Linked DNA regions of Zea mays: region 2 is linked to region 1. A link is a contact called in public Hi-C data. All regions are on one chromosome and are shown on one strand. The core of a region is the stretch at or near the end of the contact, and the rest is flanking DNA. Distances in the headings are between cores, read along the strand shown. Region 1 holds the start of LOC100125639 (plasma membrane-bound peroxidase 2b). Region 2 has its middle 14 kb from the start of LOC103633559.

Region 1 (4,750 bases), core at 1,156-3,655:
AAGTACTATTACAATGCTTGTGCATGACACACTAATCATATTTGTCACGAAAAATAAATTTAAAATTAAAATTGACTCTTCCCACAAACTAAATAAATTTTAAATTAAAGTAGACATACGGTAAATATTTAAGAACGGAGGTGGTATTAAATTACAAATACTATATTTTATTTTAGCCAAAATGCAGAGAAAGGTGTGAGTTAAAGGTGTGAGTTTGAGGACCTAAGTGGTATAACATACATGCCTAGTTCAGGAACTGCTGATGTATTTTACCTAATATATTGAGGAGACCCATCAGCAAAAGCCAAGGAAGGATGACATTGTAGTGACTCAAAAGAATAAGAGATAGAGGACTGCAAAGTTTTATGGTGATGAATATATTATGTACACGAAGAAGCATATTCCTCTTCTAATACTGACTTGTAAAAAAACAGTAAAGGGTGTTTTATTTTAGACGTAGATTTGAAAGGGTACTTGATCTAATTACTCTACTTTTAAAAATAAACTATGGTTACCTAGATTTGGACGGATATTTTACAGAACGGCTAATATAAATGCCCTATTATTATTATCAACAATTTGTCCGGACCCAACATGCATGCTGTAGATTCCGACTTGAATTAATCCTCTCTTTAGCTAATCGATGAACGCAAGCTGCACGCAGCATCCACTGGCTGTGGCAAGCACACGACCGAACTCTTTTGTACGTATGCATGTACCTGCTACGCGCAACATCACCGGCCGGCGCACTACTACTAGTCAGCCAGCTGCAAGTAGCTCATCCAGAGACGACAGTTTTTGACCATGTGCGTCACGCACGTCTCGCCTTCGTCGCCACACCCGCTGGTAGCTGCAAGAGGACGCCGAAAACGATGCGCGCTAGCTAGATGTTGCTTTTTTTTGCTAGTAGACATTGGATGCATCCATGTTCGGTGCCAAATAGACATCACCTTTGAAGTTTCGAATGGATTCGTCGATCCGTCTGCAAGAACTTTGCGACGCAAGATGTGAGCGCGCCCTGTCAGCATTTCTGATCATGCATGGGAAAAATAAAAAGGGCATCTCGATCGAATTCCCGCCGAAATCGTAGAGTCAGGCTACTCCCCCGGCCCACATGCATAGTGCACGATCATTCAGAGTAGTAGTAACTAGCAAGCTGGCAAATCTGGCATATTGTGCAGATTTTCTTGAGACGCCTGTACTGTCTTCTGACTGCCGTTGACACAAGTGACAGCGAAACGCGCGCCGCTAGCTAGCTAGCTGCTGCGTGCGGCGGCAGCAACTCTACAGCACACGCACTGTCAAAATTCAGCACGTCGCGTCGTCGTCGCTGTCTGCTTCATCGACAAGGCTTGACTGCATACTGTTTGGTAACTGACAGACGACAGTAACCTGGGGTGGCCGGCTTCAGATCGAGCAGAGTCGCAAGAACAGCTCTGCAGATACTACGTCGTGATCAGGCAGATCAGTATTGGTCTCCTCCTCCTCAGCCACTTGCGCAATCACTCGATCGGGCTAGCTAGCGACGACGTTTCTCGGTTCTCGTCACACAGGGTTTCAGCGCCAGACAAGTTCTGCATGGCTGGCAAAACCACGCATGTACATGTGTGTGTGTTCAGCCTTCATCAGTGGAGGCTGGAGAAGCTGATATTTTCTTTTTGATGCATATATACTGTACTGATATTTTTCTTTTACCTTCAGGCTTCATGTCTCCCTACCCTTCTTAGTGATCGATACAGGTGAATTATTATTGAGAAATATTGTAAATCTTGTCGCCCCGCCCCGCCCCCCCCCCCCCCCCCCCCCCCCCCCCCCCCCCCCCTGGAATTTCATGTCTATACATATATAGCTTTCTGTGCATTTCAAGCAAAAGTGCATGCATGGTGGGAATGCTCTTGTATCTCTTTCCGCACCGAACCATAAACCGACCAGCAAGAAAGCCAAATTCTGGTTCGAACCGGTAGGTATGTTCGTTCCTATATGTTATATAAAGCTTTATCTCTGACAGGGGACCGCGGTCGGCTAACATTAATGTTCTTTTCTTCTTCTTTTCTGAAAAGGACCAGCTATATATTATGTTAAAAAATACGTAGGACAACGATCGCCATGTCCCTAACCATACATTTATACCATCGTCCCTGGCCTGCAAGCACTTGATCCACTCGCCCTTCATTATTCGTCGTCGATTTGGACGCGAACCATATCTTCATAATTAATGCATGGCAAAACCATTCTATATACCAATAATGGCCAGCAAGCATGCAGCGTCACACTAGCTATCAAACACACGGCATGGCATGTTACCAACAGACTGTCGTCACGGGGGGCGAAACTAACCAATATATGCAAATTAAACGTGCATGAAACACTGCTATATAAACGCAGATATGCATTGCCTGTTATATATGCAGGCTAGCCATCATCAAGTCAAGGAACACTTAACCTGAAGAAAACCACTATTGCAGCAGCAGTATAGTCAACGGTGTAGCAGTAGCTGCATTGCGTTATTGGGGTAGTAGTGTGGCAGTGTTGGACTGCTGGTCATCAGGTCATGGCTTCTTCTTCTTTTACTTCCTTGTCAGTGATGGTGCTCTTGTGCCTAGCGGCGGCGGCGGTGGCCTCGGCGCAACTGTCGCCGACATTCTACTCCAGGTCGTGTCCCAGAGCTCTGGCCACCATCAAGGCCGCCGTGACGGCCGCGGTTGCGCAGGAGGCTCGCATGGGGGCCTCCCTGCTCAGGCTCCACTTCCATGACTGCTTTGTCCAAGCAAGTCCCTCTCAAGTCGATCTCATTATATTCTCGCCTACTTAAATTTGACTACACATCTAGTTCCACCCATCAGCATGCAATGTGACCACTGGTTAGAAATTACAGTATGTACGGTATGGCATTGCATCATCGATCTTTAGCTGCCTCCAGTTTTTACCACTGTTGTCAGACTTTCTGAGAGATCGTGCGAAACTAGCTATTTTAATTTAGAGTCACTAGCTAGCTCTTTGGTCTTGCTCCTTGACAGCCAATAGAATTCCCTAAAACACAACTCGTAGCCATACTACTTCAGTCGCCTGCAGAACACAATGAACAGTTTTGACACTTGAAACATATGCCCAACGCTTATTTTACACATTGGTATCCGTATGAAACTTAACAAATATTTACTCCTTTGAAAATATGTATTTTTTTTAAAAAAAAAATTGGTTAGCACACAATCTCTATGAGCTAGATGGTTTTTAATACTCCCTCTGTCTCAAAATAAAATTCGTTCTACCCTTTAGTTAATTCATACAATAATTGATGTATTTGTTTTATATGTGTGTTTTTTATAATCATCATCATCCAATTGAACAAAGACATACAAATCAAAAGCTGAAAACTAATATTCTAGAACGGGTGGAGTATTAAATCACGTTATAAAAAATCATGTAACTACTTATTTTGATTTTCTTTATTATATGTATGTACATCTATGCTGGTCCAAAAAATAAAGTAAAAACACTTTTCTACTTGATCCACGTGCAGGGTTGCGATGGGTCGGTGCTGCTGAATGACACGGCCACCTTCACCGGCGAGCAGACCGCTAATCCGAACGTCGGCTCCATCAGAGGCTTCGGCGTCGTCGACAACATCAAGGCGCAGGTGGAGGCGGTGTGCCCGGGCGTCGTCTCCTGCGCCGACATCCTCGCCGTCGCCGCCCGCGACTCCGTCGTCGCGGTAATAAGAAACGGACCCCGGACGGCCGGCCGGCGCGGCCGTAGTTACACGGATCCTCAGCCTTTTAATTCCGTGTACGTACGTTCATATGTGTGCTCTGCTGTGCAGCTGGGAGGGCCTTCGTGGAGGGTGCTTCTCGGGCGGAGGGACTCGACGACGGCGAGCCTAACTCTAGCCAACAGCGACCTGCCAGCGCCGTCCCTGGACCTCGCCAACCTCACCGCTGCGTTCGCCAAGAAGCGGCTCAGCAGGACCGACCTGGTCGCTCTCTCAGGCGCGCACACGATCGGGCTGGCACAGTGCAAGAACTTCCGGGCGCACATATACAACGACACCAACGTGAACGCGGCGTTCGCGACGCTGCGCAGGGCCAACTGCCCCGCGGCGGCCGGCAACGGCGACGGCAACCTGGCGCCGCTGGACACCGCCACGCCCACCGCGTTCGACAACGCCTACTACACCAACCTGCTGGCGCAGAGAGGGCTGCTACACTCCGACCAGCAGCTCTTCAACGGCGGCGCCACGGACGGCCTGGTCCGCACGTACGCGTCCACGCCGAGGAGGTTCAGCGGGGACTTCGCGGCGGCCATGATCAGGATGGGCAACATCAGCCCGCTCACCGGGACGCAGGGCCAGATCAGGCGCGCCTGTTCCAGGGTCAACTAGCTAGCTACGTACTCGCGGCTATAGCTACCTGTGCGTACGTCCCAAGTGATCCGACGATCCAACGGTTCCCATCAGTGATTATCACTGTAATAAGGCCGGTTGTGCCATTGTCAGTTGCGCCTCTGTTTTGCTTGTACTGGTTCAAGAACTCCTCTTTCTCGAGTCAGCAAAGGTGGGTGTGATATGACTCGGAAGGAAAGTGGCGACTAGCCTACCCATCACCACACCATATTTATGCCTTGTTCGTTTACGTCGGATTGCACCCGGAATCGTTCCAGTTGATCAAAGTTTATATAAATTAGTGAAGCAATCCGGCTAGGAATCGTTCCGACCCACCAATCCGACACAAACGAACAAGTCCTTAATAATATT
Region 2 (4,625 bases), core at 2,111-4,610, 160 kb after region 1:
GGCAAATCACTCTCACTAGTCACTAGGGTTTTGTGTGGAATTGGAGAGGATTTGATCTCTTTGAATGTGTCTAGAATAGAATGCCTAGCTCTTGTAAGTGGTTGTGAAGTGGAAAACTTGGATGGCAATGAATGTGGGGTGGTTGGGGTATTTATAGCCCCAACCACCAAAAGTGACCGTTGGCTGGAGGCGTCTGCTCGATGGCGCACCGGACAGTCCGGTGCACACCGGACAGTCCGGTGCCCCTGCCACGTCATCACTGCCGTTGGATTCTAGCCGTTGGAGCTTCTGACTTGTGGGCCCGCCTGGGTGTCCGGTGCACACCGGACATGCACTGTTTGATGTCCGGTGCACCGGTATGGGCAGCCCTGACGTCTGCGCGCGCTGCGCGCGCATTTAATGCACCGCAGGGAGCCGTTGGCGCCGCAGGGAGCCGTTGCTCCGCTGGCACACCGGACAGTCCGGTGCACACCGGACAGTCCGGTGATTTATAGCGGAGCGGCTGCCGCGCGAACCCGAGGCTGGCGAGTTCAGGAGGCCGAGCTTTCTTGGAGCACCGGACATGTCCGGTGCACACCGGACAGTCCGGTGAATTATAGCGCGCCGGCTTCCGAGAATTCCCGAGAGTGAAGAGTTGGAGTCTGAGTCCCCTGGTGCACCGGACAGGTACTGTTCACTGTCCGGTGGCACACCGGACAGTCCGGTGCGCCAGACCAGGGGTGCCCTCGGTTGCCCCTTTGCTCCTTTATTGAATCCAAAACTTGGTCTTTTTATTGGCTGAGTGTGAACCTTTTACACCTGTATAATCTATACACTTGGGCAAACTAGTTAGTCCAAAGATTTGTGTTGGGCAATTCAACCACCAAAATTATATAGGAACTAGGTGTAAGCCTAATTCCCTTTCACGTGCCAAATAAATTGTGGCGAGCCCCTATTTATACACCCACTATGTCGAAAACTGGAGGGTCCCGCTTGTCAAAGACTGTTGCTATTCTAGCAAAGGGAAAGTGTTTTTTTGGACCTTCGGCTCAAAGCCTTCGTCCATATCGCAATATAAATTTATCATTCCAGCAAATTAATATTGCGAGGGGCTACTGTTGGGGGCCTTCGGCCTCCGAAGGTCCTCAAAAACACGATTTGACAATGTTTTCCAAGTGAAATATGTGAACAGGTATCTTCGGAATTGGGTTACTGGTATACAAGAGTATGATCAAGACGAAGCTTGAGTGAGACGGAAGGCGATTATGACGAAGGTGAAGATGATCACGAAGCTATGCGCAGAAAAGGGAAACCGACCTAAAGATGAAAAGCCAAATTGGACCTCGAGTTATCGATAAATGTAAAGGGCATTAATGTAATTTTGCACGGACTGTGTCCCGTGCCTATAAATAGATGAACAGTATTCCCGTACTATTCGGACTGACTTGGCATTCACTTTTGCGTCACGCCTGTACTTTCTTTCCTTCAAGCCGAAGGTACATTTGTAATTCATCTTTGTCCACACAAGTAATATAAATATATTAATAATAATGTTTACAGAAATTATGCTACTTTCTGTATTTTGTTTGAATGTTCTTCATTTTTTATCATGATCATAAAGGTACGTCTTTCATGACCTTCGTCCTAAATTCATTATATCCGAATGGAAATAATGATTAGAAGGACGAAGGACTTTTGATATTTAACATTTTATGTTGTCTTGTTATTGATTCATAGCATTTGAGAACAAGTCCCCAACCCACACCATGTCACTCGAGACTACGGTAATTATGCAATAATGTAACATGGAACACACCACTAAGCAAGCGATCAGTACTCCGTCTTAGATGCCGAACATTGCTTTGGATCCTGTGCCCTATATACGATCTGCATCTGGCTTCCAAACTCCGACGCTAGCTTATTGCAGCTGCATTATATATATTATTATTGTGCTGTCCTATAGCCATTAGTCCTTATCAATCTGCCACCTCACCTCTCATGCATGACGACGTACGTACCTAGTACTGATATCTGGTAGCATGTATGGTCGCATGTGATAGCTAGCCCTAGCCTGCATGAGTTGAAGCGGTTTGGTTTTTCGATCGATCTGTGTGCGGCCACGGCCATGCACGCATGTGGTCCAGTGACTCCAGTCCAGTTCAGTCCATGTGGCCTGGCTGGGAAGAAGAATGGGATGTCACTCGTCAGCTAAACCTGAGCCATGCATGCATGATTAATTTCGCATTGTTTCATAAGAATATGTCTGTTGTTGAATTGTCATTTCTTGGGCCCATACCCGGCCGATGAGTGCTGTCATCATCGGCGTTGATTAGGTTAGTAGGTCGAGTGATGGGCCAATCTGTACTGTTGGTTCTACACAGATCGAATCAATTAATGCAATGCAAAGTGGTTTTCCTGCGGATGATGAAAAAGGTATACGGCTCGGTCGCTTTGCTTTGAAGAGCAGATAGAACACAGGTCCGGAGGCATGCATGCATGCAGCTGGACTTCAACTAGGATGCGGAAAAGAAAAGAAAAGAAGCAAACAAGTGTCACTAAGATGGAAGCCTGAAACAGAAGGTTGTCTATAATGTTACAAGGCACTTGCAGCCTAACCCAGGGCTTCTCTTCGATGGTCTCCTGCCAAATTAAAGCCACCCAAGGTGGAGGGCCCAACTAAATTGGTCGATGTCAACAACTCCTAGGCTACCCAAATTCTTTGATTTGCTTATTGTAGGCCAGTTGACTAGTTAGTGGCCTCTGTTTGCTTGTTCCTCTCATTTCCATTTCCATAGGAAGGATCTACGAACTTTGCCTATAGGCTTCCTAGTCCAAGCTTCCAGTGGAAAAAAATATGGATAAGTGTTAGGTCGTTGATACGGAGGAGAGGACTGAGCAGACAAGCGCGAGGCAACCTGCTCAGTTAAGGAGGTGGCCGCTGTCCAATCTTGTCAATTAACACAAGCAAGACAGCTACAGCTTGGATTTTGGAAGGCCAGCAGCGCAGCGACCAACCATTCCCTCCTGATGATAGCGCCGCCGCCGTATTATCATTGGGTTAAGTTATCATCGCCTATGCATGAATGCACAGCTCACGCTCCCATGCTCAGTTCAGTTCGTTCATTTGTGTCATGTTCAGTTCGTTCATTTGTGGAGTATTTGGTTGGCTTCACACTGACACCGCTCGACAGAAATTCATGTCTTCAGAGATCGCCAGTTTAACGTACTACTGAATTTTACAGTTTCACAAGCGTTTCAGACTTTCAGTAAGATCGGCATGTGACTCCACTCATAATCACATGTGTTTAACGACCTAAAACAGTGTTTGTTTCGTGCGGGTCAGCCCAGCCCATCAGCAGAAACAGCAGCCAGACAAGTAAGGCAGCCGAAGACACAACTTGGGCCAAGCCCGTGTAGTGCAAGGAGCAGGCGCAAATAAAATAAGACAGTACAATCCTTGCGTGCAATCAAATTTGATACTCATAAAAATAAATTTAATATCAAAGTTTACATATATAGTTCACATAATATTTTTTAAATTGATAAAAATAAATATTACACCTTATTTTAATCAAAAGACCGAGAAATATATGAGTTTCAAAGAAGCTTGACCCTTTTTGTTATAACTGGCTCGGTGGTTCGTACTCCTTTAACTAGCAAGGTGGTAGACCGTTGTGCTTTGTGTGGCTTTCTGCTTCTGTTGGGCTTGGGTGGTTTCTCACAACCCATCCGTGGTGCAATGGTTCATTGGAGTGAGAAGAAGCGGTGGAGGAACAGACCTAGACGCTCCGCATGTGACGCACAACGCATGACATATGAAGCTGGTGCTTTAAAGTAGTAAAAAAGCTCGCTCTCACGGGGCTATGAGAGATAGTTTAGAAGCAAGGATAGATAATTTAGGGAGGAAAATCTCCCACAAATAAATACTAGCAAAGTGCTCGTACATTGCTAGGGTTCTATTTATACTTGATTATAGAGTATAAATATGTAAAAACATGTGTTTTGTTGGTTAGGTGGGTGCAAATATGGGTTTAGAACCAATAACCATAGTTCAAACCCCATTTGTGCATAATTTTAGCTTTTTACCATTTTAAATATGGGGAGCACGACAGCCCATCGTGAAAACTGACGCTTTATATAGTAGATAGAAGAAGAAATATTTTATTCTAATGACACCCATGGGATTGCTAGATAGGGATCTCAAGGGAGTTTGAGTTTCCAAACTAGTCCTTAGACGTTGTTTCTAAAAAAAGTCAGTTTCGAAGTTAAGGACCTGTTTAGGAATGCTCTAGCTCCAAAAAAATTAGTGAATTTGGTAGAACGGATCATTAGATGCTTAAAAAATCATGGAGCTGGAGTTATAAATCTTTAGAAAACATTTAGATAAATCATTCTATTTCTCATTTAGATTAAAATATTTTTAAACTATTTAAATTTATATTATAAATTATAGCTACAGCTGGATTCTGGAACCTTAAGCAGTTTGAAACATAAGACCTTCCCCAAAAGATTATACGCATGTTTTTTTCTCAAAAGAAATTTCCAAAAAAATCTAAACATTTGTTCCTGCTCAGAAAAATATAAAACCGGTTTCAGCTCAGAAAATTTGTGTCAATTAAAAATTAATCTCCTAGCAGCGTGGAGTT

The links. Hi-C and Micro-C count contacts between places; a contact is called where the count stands out from the background.
Region 2: a Hi-C map of tassel shows a contact between it and region 1, with 2.5 times the contacts expected there. The contact joins the enhancer-like site here to the promoter of LOC100125639 in region 1. A contact is called at or near these places in 3 of 25 Hi-C or Micro-C datasets (leaf and tassel).

What each region holds. Positions count from the first base shown.
Region 1 is chr7:181,812,496-181,817,245 of Zm-B73-REFERENCE-NAM-5.0, forward strand. It overlaps LOC100125639 (plasma membrane-bound peroxidase 2b), which reads left to right and starts at 2,406. Exons shown (of 3, transcript NM_001112570.2): 1 at 2,406-2,767; 2 at 3,521-3,712; 3 at 3,821-4,544. The coding sequence starts at 2,552. The coding sequence ends at 4,378.
Region 2 is chr7:181,970,066-181,974,690 of Zm-B73-REFERENCE-NAM-5.0, forward strand. No RefSeq gene overlaps it. Among protein-coding and RNA genes, the nearest start is that of LOC103633559, 14 kb to the right of the region's middle. Within about 2 kb of position 3,361, at least 15 of the 20 cell types and tissues checked have an H3K27ac peak or open chromatin away from gene starts, as enhancers often do. A contact at or near this core is called in leaf and tassel, where this site is marked.